Regions from separate parts of the Mus musculus genome. Here region 1 is linked to region 2. A link is a contact called in public Micro-C data. All regions are on one chromosome and are shown on one strand. The core of a region is the stretch at or near the end of the contact, and the rest is flanking DNA. Distances in the headings are between cores, read along the strand shown.

What was found. A called contact is a pair of places that touch in the nucleus more often than the background predicts.
Region 1: a contact with region 2 is called in a Micro-C map of muscle stem cells, with 2.9 times the contacts expected there. The contact joins two enhancer-like sites. A contact is called at or near these places in 2 of 484 Hi-C or Micro-C datasets (both in muscle stem cells), 4 of 115 datasets of contacts at active chromatin or transcription factors (acute myeloid leukemia, embryonic stem cells and pancreatic cancer cells) and 1 of 9 other capture datasets (embryonic stem cells).

Annotation. Positions count from the first base shown.
Region 1 is chr13:109,662,873-109,667,405 of GRCm38.p6, forward strand. The region is part of intron 3 of Pde4d (phosphodiesterase 4D, cAMP specific); the gene reads left to right. Among named protein-coding and RNA genes, the nearest start is that of Gm32703, 220 kb to the left of the region's middle. Within about 2 kb of position 3,104, at least 39 of the 459 cell types and tissues checked have an H3K27ac peak or open chromatin away from gene starts, as enhancers often do. A contact at or near this core is called in muscle stem cells, where this site is marked.
Region 2 is chr13:109,240,459-109,245,442 of GRCm38.p6, forward strand. The region is part of intron 3 of Pde4d (phosphodiesterase 4D, cAMP specific); the gene reads left to right. Among named protein-coding and RNA genes, the nearest start is that of Mir582, 82 kb to the right of the region's middle. Within about 2 kb of position 2,138, at least 92 of the 459 cell types and tissues checked have an H3K27ac peak or open chromatin away from gene starts, as enhancers often do. A contact at or near this core is called in muscle stem cells, where this site is marked.

The DNA.
Region 1 (4,533 bases), core at 1,854-4,353, 420 kb after region 2:
ACTGAGCCAGTGTCTACAGACTGTGCGCAAATGTCTGTTTCCTTGCCACAACTGAGTGTGTGAAACTCTTCTCAATTGGTGAAATCACCATGAAAGGTCAGGAGATTCAGGTTACAGGCATGACAGGATCCAATTGCTTCCAAAGTACTATACCAGGAGGATAAACGTTTCCTGACTTTAACACCAAGTTAGCATTTCAAGTTTTCAGAGTTTTGAGTCACGTCCAACTCATTTTGTTTTAAAGATTATTTTCCTTGGGGGGGGGGGGGCGGTATGCCTTAATACGATGAAGAAGATATATTTGGATATGACAGAGATGTAGAGACAGTGCCTAGCATCCTGTAATGAACAACCTCCCTCTTTACAATTGGAACACCTGGGGAACGGCGATTCAAAATATGTATCTTTCATATTTGATAACCTATTCTTTTGCCTGTATATTGTCTTAACTAACAAGTGCCTTAAAATGACATAAGAGGTGTTTTTTTTTTTAATTGTCTTTTCAAGACAAAGGAGGAAGCATTTCCTAAGTATTTCATTACAAAATAAATAATGAGAAAACAATTTGTTCCCGTGTAGGTTGAGTTAAAATGCCTTACATCAGCAAACATCTTGTGAAATGAAGAAGGTTGAGTTTATTGGTGACTTCATTGTTAATTATATAAATAAAAAAAAACATTCAAACATTGTGGAAGAATAAATAAAGGCAAATCATCTCGTCTGTATTTCCACGACATTAACATAATTATGTGTAACAATCCCCTTAGTCCTTTATGCATATTTTCTGTATGTGTAAATTATAATTTGTGAACCTTGAGTGCAAGAACAAGTCTTTTTTCTCCTTTTAGAACCTTTTTGGTTATTTTCTTTAATAGATTCTTTGGCATATCTGTAACAGTGTTAGCCTAACTCCATAGCATACATGACAGCAGTGGATGCAAGGATCTCTTTGTCCTGCGTTCAAAGCAAAGTGAATTCCTAGAGCTTTGAAATCTCATCCCCTCCATGAGCTTCATAGCCTTCTAACTGAAAAGTGCCTGTCTCTCAGCGTGGGATTTTACTAATTTGTTCAACTGTTTTCTACCTCAGTCTTCTCAGGTGTGAAACGTAGGTAACATGTATAGCATGTGATAGGTGGCTGTGTAGGTGTTAGTGCTGTCTTAATCTCAAACTTTCTCCAATATTATAAAAAACACTGCTTTGAAACAGTCACTAGCTTTATCGACTAACCATGTTATAATTGTAAAAGTGCTTTCCAAGGTGTTTAGCATCAGTGCATTAGGAAAGCCATCTCTTTCTCCACCATTCAACAGAACTCAACTACTCCAGCTAACTGGTAGAGAAATAATTGTCTTATTGTCTTTTAAAGCCCCATTTGACACTGTCATACACATATATAATGTACTTTATACATATTAACCACTGTCTCTCTCATTTTTCTGTTTTCTACTGGGTCCTGTTTAATAGCCACCTTCCTATTTTTCTAAAATCTAACATATTGGAAAATATGATTTTTTTTCTGAGTCTGATTTTTCCCCCTTAGCATAATTATCCTCAGTTTTATCCAATTTCTTACAAATAACTGTGATGGCCAGGCGTGGTGGTGTATGCCTGTAATCCCAGCACTTGGGAGGCAGAGGCAGGTGGATTTCTGAGTTCGAGGCCAGCCTGGTCTACAAAGTGAGTTCCAGGACAGTCAGGGCTATACAGAGAAACCCTGTCTCGAAAAACCAAACCAAACCAAACCAAACCAAAACAAAACAAACCATGATGGAGCCGGAGAGATGGCTCAGCAGTTAAGAGCACATAGGTCCTGAGTTCAATTCCCAGGAACCACATGGTGGCTCACAACCATCTGTAATGGGATCTGATGCCCTCTTCTGGTGTGTCTGAAGAGAGCAATAGTGTACTCACATACATAAAATAAATAAATAAATCTTTAAAAAAAAAAAAAAACCATGAAGGGACTCATTCCTATTTTTGCTGAACAAAGTAACACTGTTGCCTATACACTACATTTCCTTAGTTCCTAGTCTGTTGAAAGGAATCTAAGATGGTTTCCATATCTTCTCTGTTAGAAAGCCTGTTGTGATAAACGTGGACTTAAATGATCTTTGTGTCGTTCTGACTTATAATCATTCAGGTTTATACCCAGGACTTGTAGGACTCGTGCTGCTGGATATGACATTCTGGTATTAATTTCTCGGGGAGGGGGGGGGGCTCCATGCTGGCCAATTTACATTCCTATCAGCTGTGTCTAAGGATTCCTTTTTCCCAGCATCCTCGCCAGCTGCTGTCCTCCGTCTGGATGATAGCTGCTCACTGGAGTGAGACAGGAGCTCAGCATGATTAGCCTCTTCCCAATAGGGATGTAGAAGGGGAAAGATGTAGGACATCTCTCATATATTTACTGTGTCTGTACTTAGAAGACGTGTCTTTAAAGGAAGTAAGACTGGAGACAAACAAAATTCTGAACATTCTTTCATCTGATTTCCAAGACTTCCAGGCCAGACAGCACAGGCACTCATGTGCTTGGGTGGAGTGACAGAGTCAAGTGTTATGACAAAGGGCCTGTGACAATCTGAAGGTAGGATGAACAGTGGAGCCTAGTCCAGACTGCTTCTGGCTCTGAGAATATTAAGCATCGTGACCTTAGGGGAACCTGTGTGAACAAAATTAAGGGAAATGCTTTGGGCGGCTTTAGAGTTTTTCATTTCCTCCCAGCAATGCACAGCCTGCCCTCGTCTCCCAACATCTTGATGGGTGTTCTTGTAGAGTCTTCCTGCAGGTTCACTGCCCCATGTCTGGAAAGGTCAGATCATGCACACAAGGAACAGAGATGTTCTGAGTCATTTGTGCATACAAAAGAAGATTCTGCCAGACATAATTTATCTCTGTTTGCCTGATAGGGCTGTGGCCCTCCCTTTGTTAGACCAGTCTGCCTATAATTGTGAATGTCTCGAAATGTGCAGAAATGTAAAATGGTATAAACCTAAAAGATATGTCCTAATAGAGAAGGCTATTGCGGGAGTCTGCTAGTCCCTGCCTAGAATGGCTATCTAAGTACAGCAGTGAGCTCATTGATTTTGATAATGGGTTGAAAAGTTAGCTGGCCTCCCTCCCACAAACCGAAGAAGGCAGATAACGCTTGCATATGTACACTGTTTGGCCTCTTCTACTGACGGGTGTGAATATGTTTGCTCTGGGAAGGGCCTTCTAAAACCCTTCTTTGGCAGGGGTCTTTGCTTTGACAGGGTGCCACCATGCCAGGGACTTCTCCCAACACCCAGGCAGTTTCATAAACATCACCTTTGGCTCAGCCACACACAGCTGTTTAGAGGCAGCTGGCGTGTGGACTGGAAATGCCATCAGCTACTATATCTCAAGTAACCAGCATGGAGTGACAACTGAAGGAGACGATGTGTGCCTTTATACCGAGGCCACCATCAGTGTCTCTTGAGTGACCGTAGTCTAGTCACCAGCGTAGACTGAGGCAGGGAGGCAAGATTTGAACCTGGCATGAACTAAGCCACGGAGGTGTCTAAGAAGGGGTTTTTCCATTTCTCCACTTCTGTCCATCTACAAAGGAGCAGAAACTTCCAAGCTGCTAAAGAAGGGAGGTAACCTGTCCTTATTATAGCATATTTACCTCCGTTGGGCTCAGTGCTGAGGTTACAGCAGCCATCAACAGGAGTTGAGCAGACCCTTCTTCAAACATCATTTTGAAGCCATAACATAAGGAATAGTCACAAGTATTACACAGAAGAACTTTGGGTAAAGAGCCAAATGGGTTCAATCAATGTTTTTTTTTCCCCTTCCATCTCATCTAGTTAAACCAACCAAATTACTCATTCAATTAGTTACTCAGAGTTCTGGCTAACGCTTAGGGAGATACTAGCAATAAGGGATTTTAAAAATCAAAGTCCAGTCTACTTGGGCTGGTTTTATGTAGGCATGATGGAATAGGTACCCAATTTTATCACAGTTCATTCTCTGACTCAAAGATTTTTCTCCTGCAAAGACCTGAAATAGTAACAATGACAAATTAATCCCCCTGTGCCACGTTACTGCTTTTTTCATTATATATGCCATTAAAATATAAAATGTTGCACAAGGAGATAAACATGAGCTCACCGATGCACTAGCCACTCACCGCAAATGAGTTTCTTAAAGATTAATAAAAGCCTCATACTAGTCTTTAACGGTGCTGAAGAAAGAAACCTTGTAGTGTAACTACTACCTCAAACCCCAAATTATTTTCTTTGGCTTTCACAGAATTTGTAGCACTAGGCATGTTTTTGGAATTTTGAATTAAGCCACCCCTTAAAACAGAAAAATCTCATCATTTCTTCACAGATGGGAAAAGTTAGCTATATTGGTCTATTCTGGCAGAGGAAAAGAATAGGCTAAATGTCAGTTGCTATGACTTGAGTTTTGTATTTTCAGTATGTCCCAGTGCCACCATCCTGACACTGAGGATAAAAATGAATCGGCGTCTGTTGTCACTCTTAACCTGTTTGGGTTTCCCACATA
Region 2 (4,984 bases), core at 888-3,387:
TGTATATGTATATGATATAATACACATATATTAGTATATGTATATTGCATATATATACACATATTTATGTTGTATTTTAGATTTCATCTTTTTTAATTTTCTCTTTATAAAACTCACCTTATTACCTGTAATAAATTTCTAATAAATAAACTTTCTAACCCCTCCTCCCCTTTACCTTGCCTTTATCTCTAGCCCTAAGCACCAAAGGGTACAACCTCTACTCTCCAGTTGCTTTCCCCCACACCACTGGAGCAGTTCCCATCGCCGTCCATCTAACTTTTTCCGGGACCTCCTAAAGATAGCTCAACGTTCCCAGTTCAGGTTTGAGGGCCTTATGCTCTCCCACCAGACCCAAGCCAGACTCCCCAAGGCTTAGGAGGCCATGGCGCTACTCAGACACTACCATCCCCCACCTCTTCCTTCCCAGCACACCTTGCTTCCATTCCGCCTCTGCGCCAGTACGCATGAGCATTTCTCTTTCTCGTCGTGTCTGTGCCAGATTCTGTCCAGTGTCACTACACTTGGTGCTCTGTGCTCTCCCCATGTCCTCCTGTGGGGTCATGCGTTCAAATCTCAGCTGCTCCTGTGTCCTGTGCAGGGTGACCTTTTCCTTCAGACAGCTAAGACTTGGTTACTGGGCTAAGCACCATGTGCCTGGCTCATTTCTCCACACAAGGAGTAGTTTCCAGAACAAAACACTAAACCTTAGAATGGCCAGTCACCAGACCTTTTCAAAAACTATCCTCTAAATATTCCGAGTCTTTTTTTTTTATTTTTACATTAATATGCATTTTAAAAAATTGTTTTAAAACCCTCAAATTATTTTTAAAGGTCTTCCATTTGCTCTTTTTTCTATTGTTGTACGTGTTGGTTTTTCTACATAGCTAGTTGCTATAGGTGAGTGTTAGACTGTGCATACTAGTGTTACATATTTAACTCAGCCTATATTTCTTCCAGCGGTTATGATTTGTATCATCTCCTAATTCAGTCTGTTAGTATCATTCCAAACTCTGGGCTTGACATGATGCATTTGGAAGATGAATCTTAATGTTCTTAACCATCAAATGAAAGTTACCTGCCTATACACACAGCTCTTCTATTTCAATTAGTGTAGCTTCTGTAGTCCTTTAATGACATCTGCATAAAGAAGGGGTGTGCATATAAGGCAGGAGTCAAATACAAATTTTAACTGCTAACTGGTATACTTCTTTATTATCACTTCAAACTTATCATTAAAAAATAGAGTATATAAAAGATTAATTGTAGACTTTAAAGTACAGTTAAGTATAATCTGGTTCAGTGACCTGGTTAAATCCTTGATCCAGGCACTTGTCCATTTCCATAGGAGCACTTTGTCATTTCATTCTGGATATTCTAAAAATAATATAAGCATTAAGCTCAAAGAGGTAACTCACAAACTTTGCCTCATGATAAGGATGGCAAGAGAGTTAACCAAAGGGGTAGAGACTATAGTCCTAAGTAAAGGAGGTAAATAATCCCAGAGCAAGTAACATTAAAACACTGTCTTAAGAATGAACAAAAATTCAACAAAGAAAGAAATGAGTGACTGGGTAGAAGAGGTGACAGCCTTCAAGGTGCGGGGCTTGTTGGGAATGGAGATTTCGACAGCTGTAGAACTCAAGGGCGCGCTATTTGGTCTGTGAGCCTACAGTGAAATTCTGCAGATGTGAGTCTAGTAATGATAGGTGTAGGAGCATAAGAAAATACATGTATATTATCTACCATGAAAAAAAAAATCAAGTCTGTTCAAGTAGGGGATGGTATGTTTTAGAAAGACAGGTTTGTTAAGATCACGGAAGACAGATGTTTGAGCCAGGGGAACGAGGGAACATCTTTCTGTGTATGATAAAAGATTTTATTATTAAAGTACATAACTTGTGAAAAGATATATATAAGACCTGGTCAGTTCATTGTAACTTGTCTTATTTTTTTAAATAAGTAAATTTGATTATATCTTTGATTCTATAGATAAGTAGGAAAAAATGTTGGACAAGGAGAGCAATACCTCTTTACTTGGGTTTTGTTTGCCTGTTGGAAGGTTGTGATCCAAAGCTAACTCACTCTCTCACCAAGCCTGTGTTTCTCTGGACTCAGTTTCAAGGGAATACCTCAGGCTTTGGTCCACTCACAGGCCACTTGTGAGTCACAGTCTGAACATGAGGAAATGCTCATTTACTTTTGCGTAGTCATGGCCATGAGACCTTTTTTGTCATTGTTGAAAGTACTGTTCTCTGAGGAGGTTATTTTCTGCCACAGGCAGGGAGCTGAATGTCACAACCCAATTCCAAGCGCTCCCTCGCCGTCCTGATAGCCTGGGGAAGCTGAGGTCTCACATCAGCCTGGAGCACACAGGCTTCATGTGATGGAGATCGGCTCCGTTAATTAGCTGTTTCGGGATTCTTAATGCCCGTGGCTTTGGAAACACTTGTTAACCCAGAGAGGGAGGAGACAAGCTGGAAGCAGCTGGATTCCAGCCTGAATGTATTATAGCTCATTTCAATAACACCTGATCTTTCCAAATCCATGTTCGGGATCTGTTGGAAATTATAGTTGACTTAAGTTGTTCTCAGTGATGCATCCAGGAGATTGCAATTCAAGGCTTCTTGAAGCCACAGAAACAAGAGAGCAGCAGAAAAGAACTGATTAGTGGAACTTTCTGAACATACATGTGCCATTTTCCAGTGGCTGGAAAACAGATATTAAGGGAGAGGGAGAGAGAAGCCACAGGTTATGCAGGGTACCCAGGAGTTTGTGTTTCTGTCTTAACCAAACCGAGAGCCACTTCTCTACCACTGCACACTGCAATCACTGCTCAAAGCTGGCATTCAACAGACTCATAATTCCTCTGAGTACAATTCTCTTGGCATAACCTGACCAACCACATAAAACCTAATGAAGAAAACAACCGTTGTCATGGGCAACCAATGCAGGAATTGCATCACAAGCAAACCACATACTTTCTGTCCTACCGAAGGCTGGAGTCCTGCACAAAGCAAGGCAGTGTCCTTTGTGAATGGGATTAAACCATTTTAAGTACATGTGTAAAGTTACAGTGAAGCCCCTGATTTTGTATCTGGGATCGAAATATAATTACTATATCCCCAAGCCCCCACATCTAAAAGAGCTATATAAAAATACCTACATCAAATTTAAGAAAAGAAGCAAAGTAGAATTATGCTTCCATTTTTCCCATAGAACCCACTGCAAACTAATCTGTTTCAAGATAACACTTAAAACAGCCACCCCTCTGTTGCCTGGATATAAATAATGATTCTACTCTCTCATATTCATCTTCTGGACTAACCCCGAGAAGTCAAGGTGGGTCTCAGTGGCTCACCACTCCTGACTGCTGTGTGGTGGGTCACTTTCTGAGATGCCAGTGGCCCTGTGTTGTTTTGACATTTGCATACAATAGATTCCTGGAAGCCACTAAGTGTTCGGTGAGTATTTGTTGACTGAATAACTGAATGGGTGATGGGAAGGCCCGCTTTAAAGTTAGTCTAGTAAAAATTTTACCATAAAGAATTATCTGAGGCCTGGAGAGATGGTTCAGCGGTTAAGAGACTGACTACTCTTCCAAAGGTCCTGAGTTCAAATCCCCGCAACCACATGGTGGCTCACAAACATCCGTAATGAGATCTGATGCCCTCTTCTGGTGTGTCTGAAGACAATTACAGTGCACTTAGATATAATAATAAAATCTTTAAAATAAAAAGGGAGTGGGGTGGGGATTTAGCCCAGTGGTAGAGTGCCTGCCTTGCAAGCTCAAGGCCCTGTGTTTGGTCCTCAGCTCTGGAAAAAAAAAAAGAAAAGAAAAGAAAAGAAAAGAAAAGAAAAGAAAAGAAAAGAAAGCAGTTCTTAGTTCTTAGTACTTAGGTCAGCCTGGTCAACATAGAAAGTCCGCGGCCATCCAGGGTTACACACATCAGGACTCTGTCTAAAGAATTATCTGGTAGTCACAAACAAAAGCTGAATTTCCTTGAACTTGATAACAGCCATTCCCTGCCATACTTTCATTCATTTCCTTTTATCCTTACTAAAGAAGAAAATATGGCTGTAGGAAATGAATAATTTGTAGCCCACTCAGAGACCAGAATGCTTTTGTGGCAAGTAAAAAAAATCCAAAATAGTGTTTCCTTTTGAATGCAACCCTATAAAGACTTGAATTGGGTGCCATAAATATTAATGTGAATATTTTAAAACTCCTTTACTTTCTCTTTATTTTTTACAATTATATATATATATGTATAATTATATATATAATCACTAAATAGTGTGTATATATACATATACACAGACATATATACAATATCACACGTACACATATATATATTCACAGATGTATACACATATATGCATATACATACACATATAGTGTATCATGGATACCCTCTTCACTCTCCTTTCTTGTCTCCCCCCTCCCTGAACCCTTTCATCTTCCCAATTATTCTCTCTCTTATTTCCTTTCTTTTTTAAATCTAATTTTATTGTTTTGCTTATTCACTTTACACCCCAGCCCTCACTGCCTTCCTCCTAGTCACCTTCTCCCATAACCCTTCCCCCAACTCTATCTCCCCTTCTCCTCTGAGGAGGTGAGGCTCCCCTGGGTGTTCCCTCACCCTGGCACTTCAAGGCTCTACTAGGCTGGGTGCTTCCTCTCCCACTGATGCCAGACGCAGCAGCCCAGCTAGAAGAAAACATCCCACTCTCTTATTTTCAATGCCTTTCTCCTTGATGCACGGAAGTTCAGTAGAGGGGATTGGTTGTATGAGCATGGATGGGGTTATTTGCTGGATTGTTACCGACTTGCCTGTGTTTAAAAAGAAGAAAACAGTGCCCCTCCCCCTGGTGACTGGCTTAAAATATTTTTTTTGCAAGTTTTGCTCCTTTAAAATAGGACTCTCCAAACACTGCCACATTCTTACCTTAGTCTAAAACCAAAGACTTTTAAAAGATACTAACA